Regions from separate parts of the Sus scrofa genome. Here region 2 is linked to region 1. Evidence: chromatin contacts called from public promoter capture Hi-C data. All regions are on one chromosome and are shown on one strand. Each heading gives the region's core, a stretch centred on a gene start, on an enhancer-like site or on the middle of the called end of the contact. The rest is flanking DNA. Distances are from core to core; before and after follow the strand shown.

Region 1 (7,551 bases), core at 3,174-5,673:
GTCTGGGAAGCATTTACTCTGCACAAAAGGCTTTCATGAATGTAATGTCATCTAATAGTCGCATCAAAAGCCCCATAAACAAGGTTAGGTCACTGCCATTTTTAAAACTGAGAAAACAGTCTCAGAGAAGTGAAGTCACCAGCCCCTGGTCACAGAGCCGGAAAATGGCAGCATCGTGATAGGAACTTGATGGCTGGTCGTGTTCGCTTTCGGTTACATCACAGGTGCCCCTCATCCTTGCTTCTGCTACTCCCAGGACTCTCACTAGCATCCATGTAGTGTCAGCATGAAACGGGACAGGGTGCCAGAATTTATAGTCCTCTGAGCACCCCCTTGAGGCAAAAGAAGGCCTTGGAAAACACTTCCCTAAAGAGAGGGTTGGGTGGATTTTTGTGTACCGTAGTGAAAGGAAGCCATCTAGCACGCCTAAAAAGGGGGGAGGGGGTTAGGAACAGTGAGTAGGGTGACTGAGCCTCCGGTTGTTAGAATATGGCCACTGAACCAACCACTGGGCAGTGGAGGAAGAGTGTGGAGCAGGGTCATGGGAAAGGGAATGGCATTGAGGCATCTTGGGGACAAGGGACTAGGCAGTCATCTGCAGGTGCTCACACTGGTGGTCCAGAGGTCGACCGCATAGGCCAGGGCCTCCTTCTGGTTGAGTGTCTTCATGTCCTGCAGCTTTTGCTTGAACTTCTGGGCCTCACCCTCTTCATTGGCAAAGCTCCGGACAGTAGGCATAGCTGACAGAACCTCAATGGCCACCTGGCTTGACTTTGCCAGAGATTCCTGCACCTGTGCTGCCAGCACCTGTGGAGACGTGGACCAGAGATGCCACACATGATTGTTGACAAACCATAGGGGACACTAGTACCTGAGTTATCCGATTAGAGTTTAAAGGTGAGACGTGGCAGAGGGAAGGCAAGGGGACAAAGGGACACAGCCAGGCCCCCAGATACTAAAGGATACAGAGAAGAGGAAAATGACTTAGAAGCGTCGTAGGGGAGCATATTCTTGAGATGGGTGATCATGTTCTTAAAGACAGATTGTGGGCAGGCATTAGAAGAGAAGACACAAGGGATGTGAAGATCAACACTGAGCAATCTGGGAACATGGACGACAGGGACAAGGAGTCCCACAAAGAGGAGAACCAGTGAAGGTGCCAGGAAAGGGATCTGAGCCCACCAAGTCTGGGATGAGGGTCAGTGTAGGTTGAGGCAACTCCCTAGACATACCTGGTGCCATTTCCCCAGCTTCTCAGGCAGAAGGAAAAGCAGTGGCAAGGCGGCCAGGGTGACCATGGTGAGGGGAGGTGACCCCCAGAGCATGAGCCCTAAGAGACACAGTCCCCGTGCGAGGTACCACAGCAAGAGGCTCAGCTCCGAACTCAGAGACACACTCACAGTGGATGTGTCCTCTGTTACCCGAGATGTGATGGCACCTGCCAAGGGTTCAAGAGAAGAGAGTGGAGTGAACAGGAGGCTCAGAGTGATGGGAGCGACGAGCAATGAGCCAGGTGCCACAGCGAAGGGCATCAACACAGTGTTCTAAGAAGGTCAGGAAAAGGAGTTCCCGTCGCGGCGCAGTGGTTAACGAATCCGACTAGGAACCATGAGGTTGCGGGTTCGATCCCTGCCCTTGCTCAGTGGGTTAACGATCCGGCGTTGCTGTGAGCTGTGATGTAGGTTGCAGACTTGGCTCGGATCCGCGTTGCTGTGGCTCTGGCGTAGGCCGGTGGCTACAGCTCCAATTCGACCCCTAGCCTGGGAACCTCCATATGCCGCGGGAGCGGCCCAAGAAATAGCGGGGAAAAAAAAAAAAAAAAAGACAAAGAAGGTCAGGAAAACAAGGTCTGTGGTTGGGGGAGGACTGAAACATAATGCAAGAAAAATGTGTTAGAGTGGAAAAGCCTGGCCAAAGACCTTCGTTTTAACTATAAAGAAATTGATGCCCAGAGTTCCCACTGTGGCTCAGCGGTTAAGGACCTGACGCCGTCTCTGTGAGGTTGCAGGCTGGAACCCTGGCTTCGCTCAGTGGGTTAAGGACCAGCTGTTGCCACAAGCTGTGGCGTAGGTCACAGATGCTGGATCAGGTGTTGCCATGACTGGCACAGGCCTCACCTGTAGCTCTGATTCAACCCCTGGCCCAGGAACTTCCATATGCCACAGGTGCAGTCATAAAAGAAAAAAAAATTTTTAAAGAAATGGATGCCCATGTGAACTTCTGTTTCTCTGACAGGTGTCTGTTCCTTAAAGAACTTGTATATACCATGCTCATAGGTAGGAAGAACTTAAGCTGGTCATACAAGAGCTGGAGAAAAATGGAGAGACTACTAGAGAGCAGTCCAGGAAACCACAGCAAGCACTGGATTGGGAATCAAGACATGGGTTCTGCTCTCAAGTTTGTCTTCATCCATGTGCATCCATGCAAATGTTGGCATTTAGGTCTAGACCTCATTTCACTTCTCTGTAAAATGAGTCAGCTAGACTCTCTAATCTCAAAATTTCCAGGTTTGAAATTCTACCTAAATACACTTATAGGGATAGTTTATGGAAAAATCTTGGGTGGAAACAGTAGGTTAATCATTTTTTTTTTTGTTTTATTGTGTTTTTGGTTTTGTCTTTTTTTTTTTTTTTTTTTTTTTTTTTTTTGCCCTTCCCACAGCATGCAGAATTTCCCTGGCCAGATGGAACCTCGCCATAGAAGCAAACTGAGTCACAGCAGCGATCTGAGCCACAGCAGCCACAGAACTACAGCAGTGGCAACACCAGATCCTTAACCCGCTGAGCCACCGGCGAACTCCAACAGTAGGCTTTTCTAAAGGTAAAGAGCATATCTTGCTCTTGAAGTACATCAAGAATAAAAAGGGACACCATTTGTGTGTGTGTGAGAGAAAGATCAAGATTATAAGTAAAAGATGAAGTGTGGGGATACAAATAGAAAACAGACGGATAATGAAAGAGGTTCATAAGACACCTGTTTGATTCTTCTGAAAAAACTCTGTTTCTTGGCGCAGGACAGACCGAAACACCTCTCCCTGCAGGTGGCTGTGCACGCGGCCCATGGTGCTGTTATAGATCCCGTCGCACACGAACTCCAGCACCGAGCTAGAGGGAGACAAAGAAGGAGGGCCGGTCGGTCAGGGACCCCGTAGAAGTGCACTTTGGAGGGCGGCCCCAACTTCCAACTGCGCCCTTTTCAGGGTCCCCCGTCCCCAGCCTTCCAAGCTCAGCAGTCAGACCTGGCTATGATGAGGATGGACATGAGAGTTAGGTTCTGCGTGAAGGCAGCACCTGCCCCATCTCGTAGAATCCAGTCAGTGAGCCGGCCTGTGAAGAACGGAATGGCCATCTCCCCTGGGGAGGGAGAGGAGAGATGGGCGGGTCAGAAAGAGCAAGTCTAAGCAGCCTAAGCAGCTCAGCTCTAACCAGGCTGCACCTCCCGCCCATCCTCCCTTCACCCTTGCCCATTATCCTGCAGAAACAGCGCACACTCTCGGCACTGGAATGGGCCCCCGGGGAACTCGTAATCCTGTGGCCTCACCAGACCTTTAGAGGGTTAATTAAGAAGCCTAGGATGGTAGGAGGAAAGAGCTCGCCCAAGGTGGCCAGTGAAGCAACACCTGAGCAGCACTGGAGTCCAGGACTCCTGACTCCCACCCAGTCCAGGGCTCTTTCCTCTCCACCAAGTGGACCTGAGCGGGGTGGGCTTGCTCTTATCCACATTTCCGAGAACTCACACCTGTCTATCTCACTGACCGTTAGGCTTGATTCCTACCCAGCCCTCTAGCCTCCCTCTCCCTCCCCCCGCATCCCCCTTACCAAGGCTGGAGAGGACCACCAGGGTCAGAAGGAGCCAGAGGTGGCGGATCTCTGAGCCCAGGCAGCCGAGAAGCCGGCTCACTGTCACTCCAGAGCCTCTGTGACTTCCTTGCACCCAAAGGCTGCTAAGCTTATGCCACAGGGCGGCCGCGGGCAATGCCGCCGCATAGCTGAGGGCGAAGGCATCGAGGCGACTCCCCCAGTGCAGTAGCCGCGTGCTGTCAGCCGCTCCCGAGCCCAACTCTCGGAACAAGGCAAGTCCCGGCAGAGCCAAGCCCAGAGCCGCCGCCAGCGGCTCCAAAGCTGCCAGCCATCCCCGAAGTCCTGTGCTTTTCTCCCGGAAGCCAACCGTCGCCCTGAGGACGCTGCGGGCCCCCAACCACAGCACAGCCCAACGGCTCAGGCCCACCACCCAGACCCGGAGCAGCGGCAGCGCTGGGGGCAGCAGCAGGGAGGATATCCGGGGCAGCGCCGGCCGGAGCAGCACCCAGTCGGCGAGAAGCAGCAGCGCTGCCCCCAGCCAAGGGAGGGAAGCTCGGGAGACGCAGAGACACCCGCAGGGAGCGGAGGACCCCGAGCTGGCCATTGGCCGTACGAGGTCGACCCCCGGCCTGGGGCTCTCGCTATCCCTGCTGGGCTGGATTCTCTGGATGCTGTCGGAGTGGGTGCCCGAGCAGGCCCGGACCCGCAGCGGGGAGGGTCCAGGGGCGGGCCGGGGCGGGGATCTCGGAAAGTCCCGGGAACCGACCTGGACCGCCTCAGCGAGCTGGAAGCAAGCGGTTTATGGGAAAGGGAAAACGAAAGCGGCCGCCGGCTCACTAGACCCGCCCACTTCCCCAAGGCGGCCAGCCCGGACTATTTTGGAGGAGGGCGTTGGCATCAGATCTGAGGTTTGGGGGAGGAGCCCTGGCGCTCCACCTTCACTATCACCAACGCCAGACCCTCCTTCTTTCCTTGCCTCCTCTTGCGGGATCCAATGGTCTGGACTTTTTCACCCCAGCCCTTTGGTAGGGATCTTACGTCATCTGTCTCCGGGCAGACCTGCACCACACAGGTTGGCGCAGGGGTGCGAAGCCGCAAGGAGCGGACCCGGGCGCCCCCTGGCGGGCGTGGTGAAGGGGCGGGGCTGTAAGGCAGCTCACCCCGTGCTGTCCCAGGTCGGAAACCAGTGCCCAAGGCAGCGAGGAGCGTGGCACCGGGATGCTGCGGGCTGGAGGACCTACTGGGGACTTACCCCGGGCCGGAGAAGTCCACACTGGGGTAATGAGTCTGGGCTTGAGGGCCAGCAGAGGGGTGGAGCGACAAGGGGACCCTGGAAGCGCCAAGGAGTAAATTTGAAGACTAACAAGCGTGAGGAGATAGCTTGTAGCAGCCAGCTGCTTGCACCCTGAAATGAATACAGGCGTCTCTGTTCTGGAGGGGGTCGTCTAGGGGTCCGCGAAGGGACTGGGCACGCGAGGCTGGTAGAAAGGGGATGCATTGGCCCTTAGGTGGAAGCGTTAAGGGGAAGCTGTTCCAAAGCGCTTTCGCTTTCACTCTGGACTGGAGGGGGGGGATGGTTAAATCAAGGGAGGGGGTTGGAGAGGATGCACAGAGATGAGGAAATTGTGCCCTGGGTGAAGTAGGACAGCGCTTGAGAGATGGGAGTATGGGTACTAATGGAGAAGGGACACAACCGTTTGATAAGCCAGCCCTTGGGTAACTCATAGTCTGATCATGGGGGTTCTATGTGAGCTGGTAGTGCCCTTCTCCAGCTGGGCCCAGGAAGGCTCCTGCTTGGCCCAGGCGCTGCCATGCTCCCTTTCCAAGGTCTTGCACACACCTGCCGGGGGACTTTTGCCCAGGTTGGGCCCCCGGGGGGCAGATGGCAGCCCAAGACTGGCTGGCTTCTGCTCTCAAACTACTGCCACCACTCAGCGTCAGAGCAGCTTTGTTGTAAAGCAACACCCTCTAGGATGGGGTTGCCCCTGTTCCCTGGTGGGCTATTCATGACCAATCAGTAGGTCAAAATGAACACTCAGGCTAATATCCCTGGGGGCCAAGGTAACTTATGGAGTGGTGAGAAGGAGAGCCATAAAACCATTTATAAATCAGATAATCTCCCCTCACAGCCAGATGAGCAGTGGAGAGTAAGAAGTCAGAACAAAGCATGAGAACTAGACCTGGGTTTTAGTTGTGTGCTTTGGACGAGTCACTCACCTTCTCAGTGACTCAGTTTCTTCTAAAGGTTCTTTCCAACTCAACGGGAGTTAAAATTGTACCTTTATTCTCCTTCATTCTTTCTTCTTCTCCTTAATTTCCTTTCTTGACCTGGAAAAGTCAGCTCAAACTCCCCAATCAAATGCTCCCTTGGTACAAATCCCTTCCCCTGTCTACTGAGATATCTATTTGCGTCTTGATCAGAAATCCTTGAATGAAACCTTTGTCTCATGTGCTTCTTGCTCTTTCCTCCTTCCTTTTCACTGGCCATGCTAACCACTGACCTCTGAGGTGTTTTCCATTGTTCAATAAACTGAAAGCTCACTTCTGATGAAAGGTGTGGGATGGATGATTCCGGGCCAAAAAAAAAAAAAACTAGAGCTTGTTACCTTGTTTCCCAAGATGATCACGGTAACTTGCTGGGGGGGGGGGGGGTCGGTAGCACAGCTGTACACACAGCAAGCAGATGTGGAGGTAATTCACTTGCACAGCTGCCTCTGGGTGCTTGGAAGTGCCCTCCCCCACCCTTTAATCAAAAGGAGTCCTTCTGCCTCTAGGCACCTCACCCTGTCTCTCTCTTTACGATGCAAAGAACTCCACTTAGGAAGGTTGGGGCTCAGGGATGCCCTTCCTTCTGTGTGATACCATGGCCAGGCTCTGACCTTCCCTTGCAGCCAGGAGAGACAAGAGAGAAAATGGAAAGATGGAGGGAAAAAAAAATCCAATACTGGAAGTCCCCTCTGGCCTCAATGACCGTGTGACCTTGAGCCAGACATCTCCCCTCTCTTGAGGCTGTTTCCTCAAGAAGGAAGGGATCCCTCCACATGAAGGGATCAAGGCTCTTCCTGCTCTGATAGTCCCTCCTCTGTGTCTCTGCAGACAACCATCATGGCGGTGGAGTTTGATGGGGGCGTCGTGGTGGGATCTGATTCCCGGGTGTCTGCAGGGTAAGTACAAGTGATGGTGTATACTTTTGGAAGGAAGCTAATGGTCCCAAACACACGTTTTTCTTAACCATTCATGAAGAGACTGATGAACTGGTGCTTTGGAGACACTGATTTAACCTTTCAGAAAGGCCACTATAATAAGATATTGGGTGGGTATTTTTTCGGGACTCTAAAGGGTTTGGGGGGTAGAGATTTCAGAGACCTTCTTGCCACCTGTGTTTAGAGATAGAAAAAAATGCTTCTGCCAGGCAGATATTGTGTTTTCTCATCCACTGTGTGTTGAACTAATTTCATCTTCCTCCCTTCTGGCTAGTTTCCTCACATACAAAATATATATATATAGGATTTGGTCAATACTATTTAATGTTCCCATAGAACACATAACTTCCTCCAGATGGTTAATAGCAAAGAAAAATTAATAAGGGGAACATTATTCTTTTTTTTTGTCTTTTCGTATTTTTCTAGGGCCGAGCCCACGGCATATGGAGGTTCCCAGGCTAGGGGTCTAATTGGAGCTGTAGCCGCCAGGCCTACACCAAAGCCACAGCAACACAGGATCCAGGCTGCATCTGCAACCCACACCACAG
Region 2 (7,354 bases), core at 4,790-7,289, 170 kb after region 1:
AAGCCCCCATCTGCCAGGCTTGGTTAGAGGAAGGCCTGTCAGAGCCTTACTCCCATGTCCATCAGTCTGGGGGGCCTGCCCCCCAATATCCATCTCTGGGGGAGTTCCCATTTCCACTCTTCAGATGGGGGGCTAAGTGAGGCAAGATGGGAAGGAAGCAAGGTCCTGGGAGCACGACCAGTGCTTTGTGCTGGGGGAAGGAGAGGTCTTTTCAGGCAGGGGGTGAGAAAGTACCCCAAAGCATGGCAGACCCAGACGAATGCAGAGACTCGAGGCCACTGCAGGGCCAGGTCCAGTCCTCGCAGTGATGGGGGGTGCTCTCTGGCTTGGGATGTCAAGCAAACCCTTGGAGGATTTACAGACCCACCACCCCACGTGGAGGTCTCGGTTCTGCCCTGTACTGCTCACCCCACCAGATCCTGGGAACACCGCCCCTCCCCACCCTGCCCCAACGCTCGGAGTCCCTCTCTGATGTGCCCTCCTCAAGCGTGAGGAACACCACGTCTGGGTGTGGGCTCAGGCCAGCTGGTGGGGAGCCTCAAGCATCTCCATGAGGAAGGTGTCGATGGGGGTGTCGCCAATGAGCTTGAAGAAAAACAGATGCTCTAGACACTTAAGGCCTATGGACCTGAGAGCAGGAAGACGCAGCAGCAGCTTGGCGAACCTGAGGAGGGGAGGGGAGAAGCGGAGTGAGAGCTGGAGGCACTTGGGCCCTGAACATAACATTATGCCCCACCCACCCACTCCAGGTCCTGCGGGAGCCTCAGTTCTCACAACCCCTCAGACCCACAGCTGCTTCTCACCGTCCCTGCTGCTCAGGGTACTTCTGTTTGCAATAGGTCTCCAGTGACGCGTACACTTTCTCCCGCAGGACCTCAACCTCACTGGGGTTGGAGAGGCCCTTGGCATCTGGGATGGCAGGGGAAGAGAAAGGAAGACAAATCAGATCAGGACAAACATGGTCCTGTGACCCACCTGATGTCCCTTTTTGGGCCCCACCTACATGCCCTTCAGCAGACGCCTGGCAAGGGAGGCAGGGCGCAGTGGGTTTGTGGGATGGGGTCAGAAAGAGAATCTTATCAGTGGGGACGGGGGTTTCTTGTCAGCTGGGAGCTTTTGAGGTAGAGGGTCTTACTGAGGGGGATAGCTGGGTAACTTAGGAGTCTCCGAAGAAGAGGAGGCTCCAAGGCTGCCTTGGTCTTGAGAGACAGGGGTGATCTTCCTCTTACCTGGATTGAACAGAATGATTGCCCTCAGGCAGCCAAGTTCTGTCTTGTCCATCCTCATGTCACGCATTTTGGACACTAGCTCTGTCAGCACCCTGGAGAGGGACCTGCAGGTCACTCAAAGGTCACAGCTCAGCCAGCCTTGGACACGGACCAGCCTATAGCCCCACCCCCTCTACCTAGAGGCCAGCCTAGCCGAGGGCCACTGACCGGTCAAAGATGGCTCCCACGCCTGCCGAATGGGCTGAGTTGCGGTGCACGTGAAGACCTGTGGCGAGGAGGATGCCATCCCGGACGTCAATGGACCGGTGAGAGAAGGAGGCAATGAGGAGCTCGTTCCAGCCTGGGTGGGGGGCAGCGAGGGTCAGGAGCCGGGGATCAGGCCACGGGATTCAAAGCATATCAGGGGAAGAGAAGAGGAGGTGGCAAGGTCAATGAGATCGGCTCCCCGAATTGGCAAGGTAAGGCCACTGGAGTCTCTGAAGGTTGGGAGGTCCGAGAGGGGTCAAAGGACAAGAGGTCCAAGGGGTCCAAGGCCACTGACCTGCCCGTAGCAGTATGACCTGGTCATCCAGAGGCAAGGAGGAGAAGTGTGGGATCCTCTTCGCCCACTCAACAAGTGTGAAGAGCTGTTTGTCAGCTGCCTGACAGATGTTAGTCACAGGGTCATTCGGCTGCGGGGGATGAGGGGTGAGAGTCACGGAAGGTTTGCAAGTACACTGGGAGCCCCCTCACTTAAGAGGCTGTTGACACCCACTCCTTATGAGCCCCATCTGAAGCAAGTCCTTCTCTCTGGCATTCATGAAAACAGTGATTTATCTGGGACTTGCCTGCGGTTCTGCAAGTGGGTTGTCTGGGGAGCAGGGACAGAGGATGCTACCACACCCACCTGGGAGGTTTGAGAGACCCTGCTTGGAGGACTTCCAGTCCCGGGGAGTGTTAAGTGGGTTGTAAAGGGAAGGCGGGGGAGGGGGAGAGAGAGCGGACCTAGACCCGGCCCCCCCCACCCCATCAGGAGGAAGAGTAGACTGACTCCACCACTCACGCTGCTGCCGCTACCCCCGGTTCCCCCAGGACCCTCAACGCCCTGGTCACTCTTCTGCTCCACGGCAAGCTCTGCCTCCAGGATCCTGTCCACGGGCATCTCCTCAGGGGCTCCCCCAGCCCCCTCCCCATCCCCGTCCTTGTCCTTCCCTCGCTGGCGCTCCTCCTGTACCGCTGCGGGGGAAGAAGGAAGGAGAAAAAAGTGGAAAGTCAGCAGCCAGTTATGAGGAGATTCCAAAACGTCCTTAGGGCCTTATCAAGGTCTCATGGCCTTTAGGAGATATTTATAGAAATTGCAAAAGTCACTTGAAACAACAGCAGACGTGGGGCAGTCTAGAAGCAAGCATCATAAAAGGACAGATAAATAAACCAAGAAGGAGAAGTAAAAGGGTGGGTACAGGAATAAGGGAGAAACCTAACATTTAAATTGAGGGTCTACTTCACACTAAGAAACAAACTAGGCACACATTAACATTCACTCAATTATTATAACAACCCTGTGGGCGCTTCTCCCCATTTTTATATTTTTCTTTGTTTTCTGGTCTTTTTTATTTTTTTAAAAGATTTTTATTTTTTCTATTATAGTTGATTTACAATGTTCTGTCCCCATTTTTAAAGATAATGAATTTGGAGTTCCCATTGTGGCTCAGTGGAATCGAATCTGACTGGTATCCATGAAGATGTGGGTTCAATCCCTGGCCTCGCTCAGTGGGTTAAGGATCTGGCGTTGCTGTGAGCTGTGGTGTAGGTTGCAGACGCGGCTTGGATCCCACATGGCTGTGGCTCTGGCGTAGGCCAGTGGCTACAGTTCTGATTGGACCCCTAGCCTGGGAGCCTCCATATGCCACAGGTGTGGCCCTAAAAAACAAAACAAAACAACAACAACAAAAAAGACAAAAAAAAAAAAGAATTCCAGAATCAGATTTCAGAAGATAAGCTAGAGATTTAAAAGAGGGAAAGAAGCCCTGACGTCTTCAGTAAAGGCTGTAGCTTAAGAGGGCAGAATCCTAGAGTTTGCAGGAGAGAACACAGGGAACAGGGAGATGGAGACCAGAGTGGATGCCCTGGGTCAGAGAGGAAGAACTCTTTAGGTTAGAGAAGGTGAGCGAGGTGGGGAAGGAGAAGTGATCCTAGCCTAGCACCAGACCAGGGAGGCGCTGGAGGTGCAGGTCACAGGGGCAGAAGCATTAAGAAGGAAACTCAAGGGACCAGACCAGGGTCCCAGGGAGGAGAGCTGAAGAGAGGAGCAGAGAAAAATCAAACACCGCCCTCTGGAGGAGAGAAAGAAGAGTCCGGCCTTCCTGAGATACAGTCTGTGCTGAGGTCTTCCCTCTACCTCCTGCCTCCTCTCCCACTGGGCAGACTGGGAGGCCTACGTGAGGAGGCCCTTACCCTCCCGCTTCATGCCTGTGGCCAGGCACTTCTGATAGCGGCAGTACTGACAGCGGTTCCGCTGGCGCTTGTCCACCGTGCAGTCCTTGTTGTCCCGGCACGAGTAGGTCAGGTCCTTACGGATGGTGCGCTTGAAGAAGCCTTTGCAGCCCTCACAGCTGTAAACCCCGTAGTGTTTGCCTACAATGGGAGAGGAAGAGCAATAAGACTGTGTGTAGACCCTGCACCACAAACATGCTTGCCACCCTCCCCCCAGCAAATCTAGTTTAAGTCTGCTCTTTGTTTGCCAAGTAGAGAGATGGGGAACCAGGATGTGAGGGATGATCCAGCCTCACTCTTCTTATGTTCAAAACCCTACACCAGCCCCCTCCTCCCTCTGACCACTCCACATCCCAAATCTGAGCTGCAGGTTCTTTAACTCTCATCAGAGCTCCCCAGCTCACTTGCTCTAATGCAACCTCAGTGGCCCCTGGGAATCCCACAGGTGATGGTATGTGGAACACTCTTTCTTCCTCCCTCCTGGTCCTCTGAGTCTCATACCTGAGCTTCGGTCCCCGCAGATTGCACATAGCCGTTTGCCAGCCCCAGGGCCACCTGGAGGGGGTGGACAGTGCAGGCCCCGGACCCCTAAGACTGGTGGCTTCACATCTTCAGGGGGGCCAGACCCACCCCCAGGGAGCGACACTGTTGAGTTAATCTGGGATGGGGGAAATAGGGAAGTCACAGGAAGACTCATTGGGAAGGATAATTTTTCAGAGGTGACAGAAATCACTCCCTACCACTAGGCAGGGCCCTGCATTGCACACTACAAAGGGCATTATTGACACTGCAGTGCCCATGAAGGGCCACCCCCAATGAGCACAACCCCAAAGAGGATGAGATATAAAGGTCCCCCTGAAATTGTGCAACACAATGGCCCCGAAGGCTTGTATCTCAGAAGGGCAGCTGGGACAAAAAGGGCAAAAAAAAAAAAAAAAAAAAAAAAAAAAAAACAATCACTAATAGATGGAAAGGGACATCAAGAACACCTGGGTTCTTTTATAGGGTCGGGGAGGAGGCATGTACTGAACGATCAGTCACTTCAGGAAGGGCAAGGGGTCTCGAAAGGACTTCAGGCCTGGCAGGTCAAGGGGCCATGGGGAAGTTCACTCAAGGATGTGGAGTCACAGGAAAACAGGAAATGAAAGTGGAGAGGCAGGAAGTGGGTCACAACCTCTCACCTGGGGACTGCTGACAGGCCCGGAGAATCCTGGGGGAGCTGGAGGGGGCAGACCAGGGGACCCCATGGAAGAGCTGATGACTGGAAAGGGGGAGCCCAGTGGGGGGGGTGGCATCGGGGGTGGGGGTGGGGCCCCAGAGCCTCCAAGGGATGCAGCTGCTGAAGGTGGTAGGGGTGGCCCAGGAGGAGAAGGGGGAGCGGCCCCCTGGGGAAGGGGATTTGGGGAGGAACTGTCTGGGCTTCGGGAGTCTGGGGAGGGGTACACACAGGCAGACACAGACAGGAGAGACAAAAAGAGAAAATGAGTCTTCGATCATCCAACCGGAGACTTTTAATTCTTTCTCTGATCCCCCACCGCACCCCCACCCCACCCCACCCCACCCACCCCTTCCTAAGTTCAGAGGTACCCTGCTGTCAAACAACGGCTTAACTCCTAACTGTGGTGAGAGGAAGGGGTTGCCAAAGAAGAGGACAGTTCAGGTGAGGCACGTTCCAAGCAATGCATTTGGTCACCCCAGGCCTGGGGCATCTCGTGTGGGTGGGGCAGCACGTGGTGTGGACCAGTCAGCACCTCCATTCCCAGTTTGGAGCCAAACCAAGCAGGGAAAAGAGACAGGCGGAAGAGACCCCTCCTAGGACGCAGAATCTGCCTTCAAACGTCCAGAATCCTCAAGCTCAAGGTCTACTGTCCCACTCCTGGGATCTCAGGAGTGTAAGGCCTCAAGCGGCCGGCCACCCCTCGGACGGCGGAAGCTCCCCTTCCCCGCCCCGCCCCGGGGGGAGGGCGCTAAGGCCCTCGGGAGGGAGGGGACGCGTGTTTACAAACAAGGGGGCGGGAGCGCCTGGGAAAGAGCATCAGGGGAGGGGGGGTAGGGGCTGCTGATAACGCGGTCACTGCCTTGCCTGTCCGTCTGTTAGGACACTCACCCCGCCCGCTGTCGCCCATCCCGTCCCGTCCAGCCTGCCCCGGCTCCGGCTCCGGGGTTTGTTGTTCTCCGGCTGCCGCTGCCGCCGCCGCCGCTGCGGGATCCAGCCAGGGCCGCCGCCGCCGCCACCGGGACGCGACCCCACAATGCATTTCTTTTCGCACCCCCACCGGCCCACACTGCCCTGCGGCATGCCGCTGGGGGAGGAAGGGCGGGCGAGCCGCCCAAGACATGATTCCTGGCTGAGTGTAGGGATGCCGAGAGGGTACCAGGGATTCTCAAGAACTGATCGGGGAATTCGGCTAGCACGAGGAAGCCCCAGAGAAAAAGACTTTGGCCTGAACCGAGTCAAATTAAGCGCTTCGCTCTGCTCTGTACCCAAATGACAGCGCCGATGTGGCAGCCATCTTGGTATAGACGGGAAGTCTCCGCGCTAGTTCCCGCCCCCTCGTCTAGTTGGAAACCGAGGAGGCGGTCTCCTCCAGCCTGTTAAGCGGCCTCGCCCAGCATCCCCTCAAATAACCTCCACACTCGCGCGTGCGCGCCAGGACAGGCGCGCTTCATAGCTACCGGGATGCGGCCATATTGGTAAAGTATTGGGACCAAGGTAGAACCGAATTCCCTGTTCTCGCGGGAGCTGGAGGTGGGACTGCCACGTCCGAGCAAACCGGGAAAGGAGAGGATCCCGGAGCCGGTGAGAATAGCCCGCTTTTCTCTGCTGTCCTTTCCAAGCCTTTTTTCTCAACTAGTGGGCCATAGAGACGAGGGCCCAGAGAGTCCAAGAGTGGAGGATCAAAGCCTAGAGCGGTATCCCGGGGGCCCTACATCCGGGAAGGGGTTCGGGATAAAGAAAACGAATCTTGGGGACAATGTGGGTGGGGACAGAATGGGACGGGGAAGCGGTCCATAGACGTGGACAGAGGGCGCTATCGGAGTAAAGCGGACCCTGTATAGGTATACAGTTGAGGGTCAAGTGGAGTCATTGTCTGTGTCCCTCTGGTCAGCGTGATGGCCAGAGGCCTGGGGGCCCCCCACAGGGTGGCCGTGGGACTGCTGACGTGGGCAGCCTTGGGGCTGCTAGTGGCCGGACACGGGGGTCATGGCGACCTGTACGAAGACCTGCAGGAGGACTTGCATGGCCACAGCCACAGGCATTCACATGAGGATTTCCACCATGGACACAGCCATGCCCATGGCCATGGCCATACTCATGAGAGCATCTGGCATGGGCATACCCACGGTCACGATCATGGACATTCACATGAGGATTTGCACCATGGCCATATTCATGGCGACTCCCATGAGAGCCTCTACCACCCAGGACACGGACATGACCATGAGCACAGCCATGGAGGCTATGGGGAATCTGGGGCTCCAGGCATCAAGCAGGACTTGGACACTGTCACTCTCTGGGCCTATGTGAGTCCCCCGGGATGGGGCAGAGGGGGGCGAGTTCTGGATTGTTGGGAAGTCCCACACCTCTTGACCCCTGACTTTCCCTCACTAGGCACTAGGGGCCACAGTGCTCATCTCTGCAGCTCCATTTT

What was found. Promoter capture Hi-C pulls out the DNA fragments that hold promoters and counts their contacts.
Region 2: a contact with region 1 is called in a promoter capture Hi-C map of fetal liver, with 3 times the contacts expected there. The contact joins the promoter of RXRB here to the promoter of TAP1 in region 1. A contact is called at or near these places in 2 of 5 promoter capture datasets (fetal liver and liver), 5 of 47 Hi-C or Micro-C datasets (embryonic fibroblasts, heart right ventricle, liver and 1 more) and 2 of 2 datasets of contacts at active chromatin or transcription factors (alveolar macrophages and skeletal muscle).

What each region holds. Positions count from the first base shown.
Region 1 is chr7:25,067,365-25,074,915 of Sscrofa11.1, forward strand. TAP1 (transporter 1, ATP-binding cassette, sub-family B (MDR/TAP)) reads right to left here and starts at 4,424. Exons shown (of 11, transcript NM_001044581.1): 1 at 3,819-4,424; 2 at 3,239-3,353; 3 at 2,974-3,104; 4 at 1,233-1,438; 5 at 610-807. The coding sequence starts at 4,404. It overlaps PSMB9 (proteasome subunit beta 9), which reads left to right and starts at 4,833. Exons shown (of 6, transcript NM_001037961.1): 1 at 4,833-5,078; 2 at 6,897-6,964. The coding sequence starts at 5,019.
Region 2 is chr7:25,236,615-25,243,968 of Sscrofa11.1, forward strand. It overlaps RXRB (retinoid X receptor beta), which reads right to left and starts at 6,040. Exons shown (of 10, transcript NM_001190246.1): 1 at 5,809-6,040; 2 at 4,883-5,130; 3 at 4,203-4,359; 4 at 3,663-3,842; 5 at 2,272-2,444; 6 at 1,771-1,900; 7 at 1,437-1,569; 8 at 1,230-1,321; 9 at 804-909; 10 at 1-664. The coding sequence starts at 6,040. The coding sequence ends at 517. It overlaps SLC39A7 (solute carrier family 39 member 7), which reads left to right and starts at 6,396. Exons shown (of 7, transcript NM_001131045.1): 1 at 6,396-7,226; 2 at 7,315-7,354. The coding sequence starts at 6,816.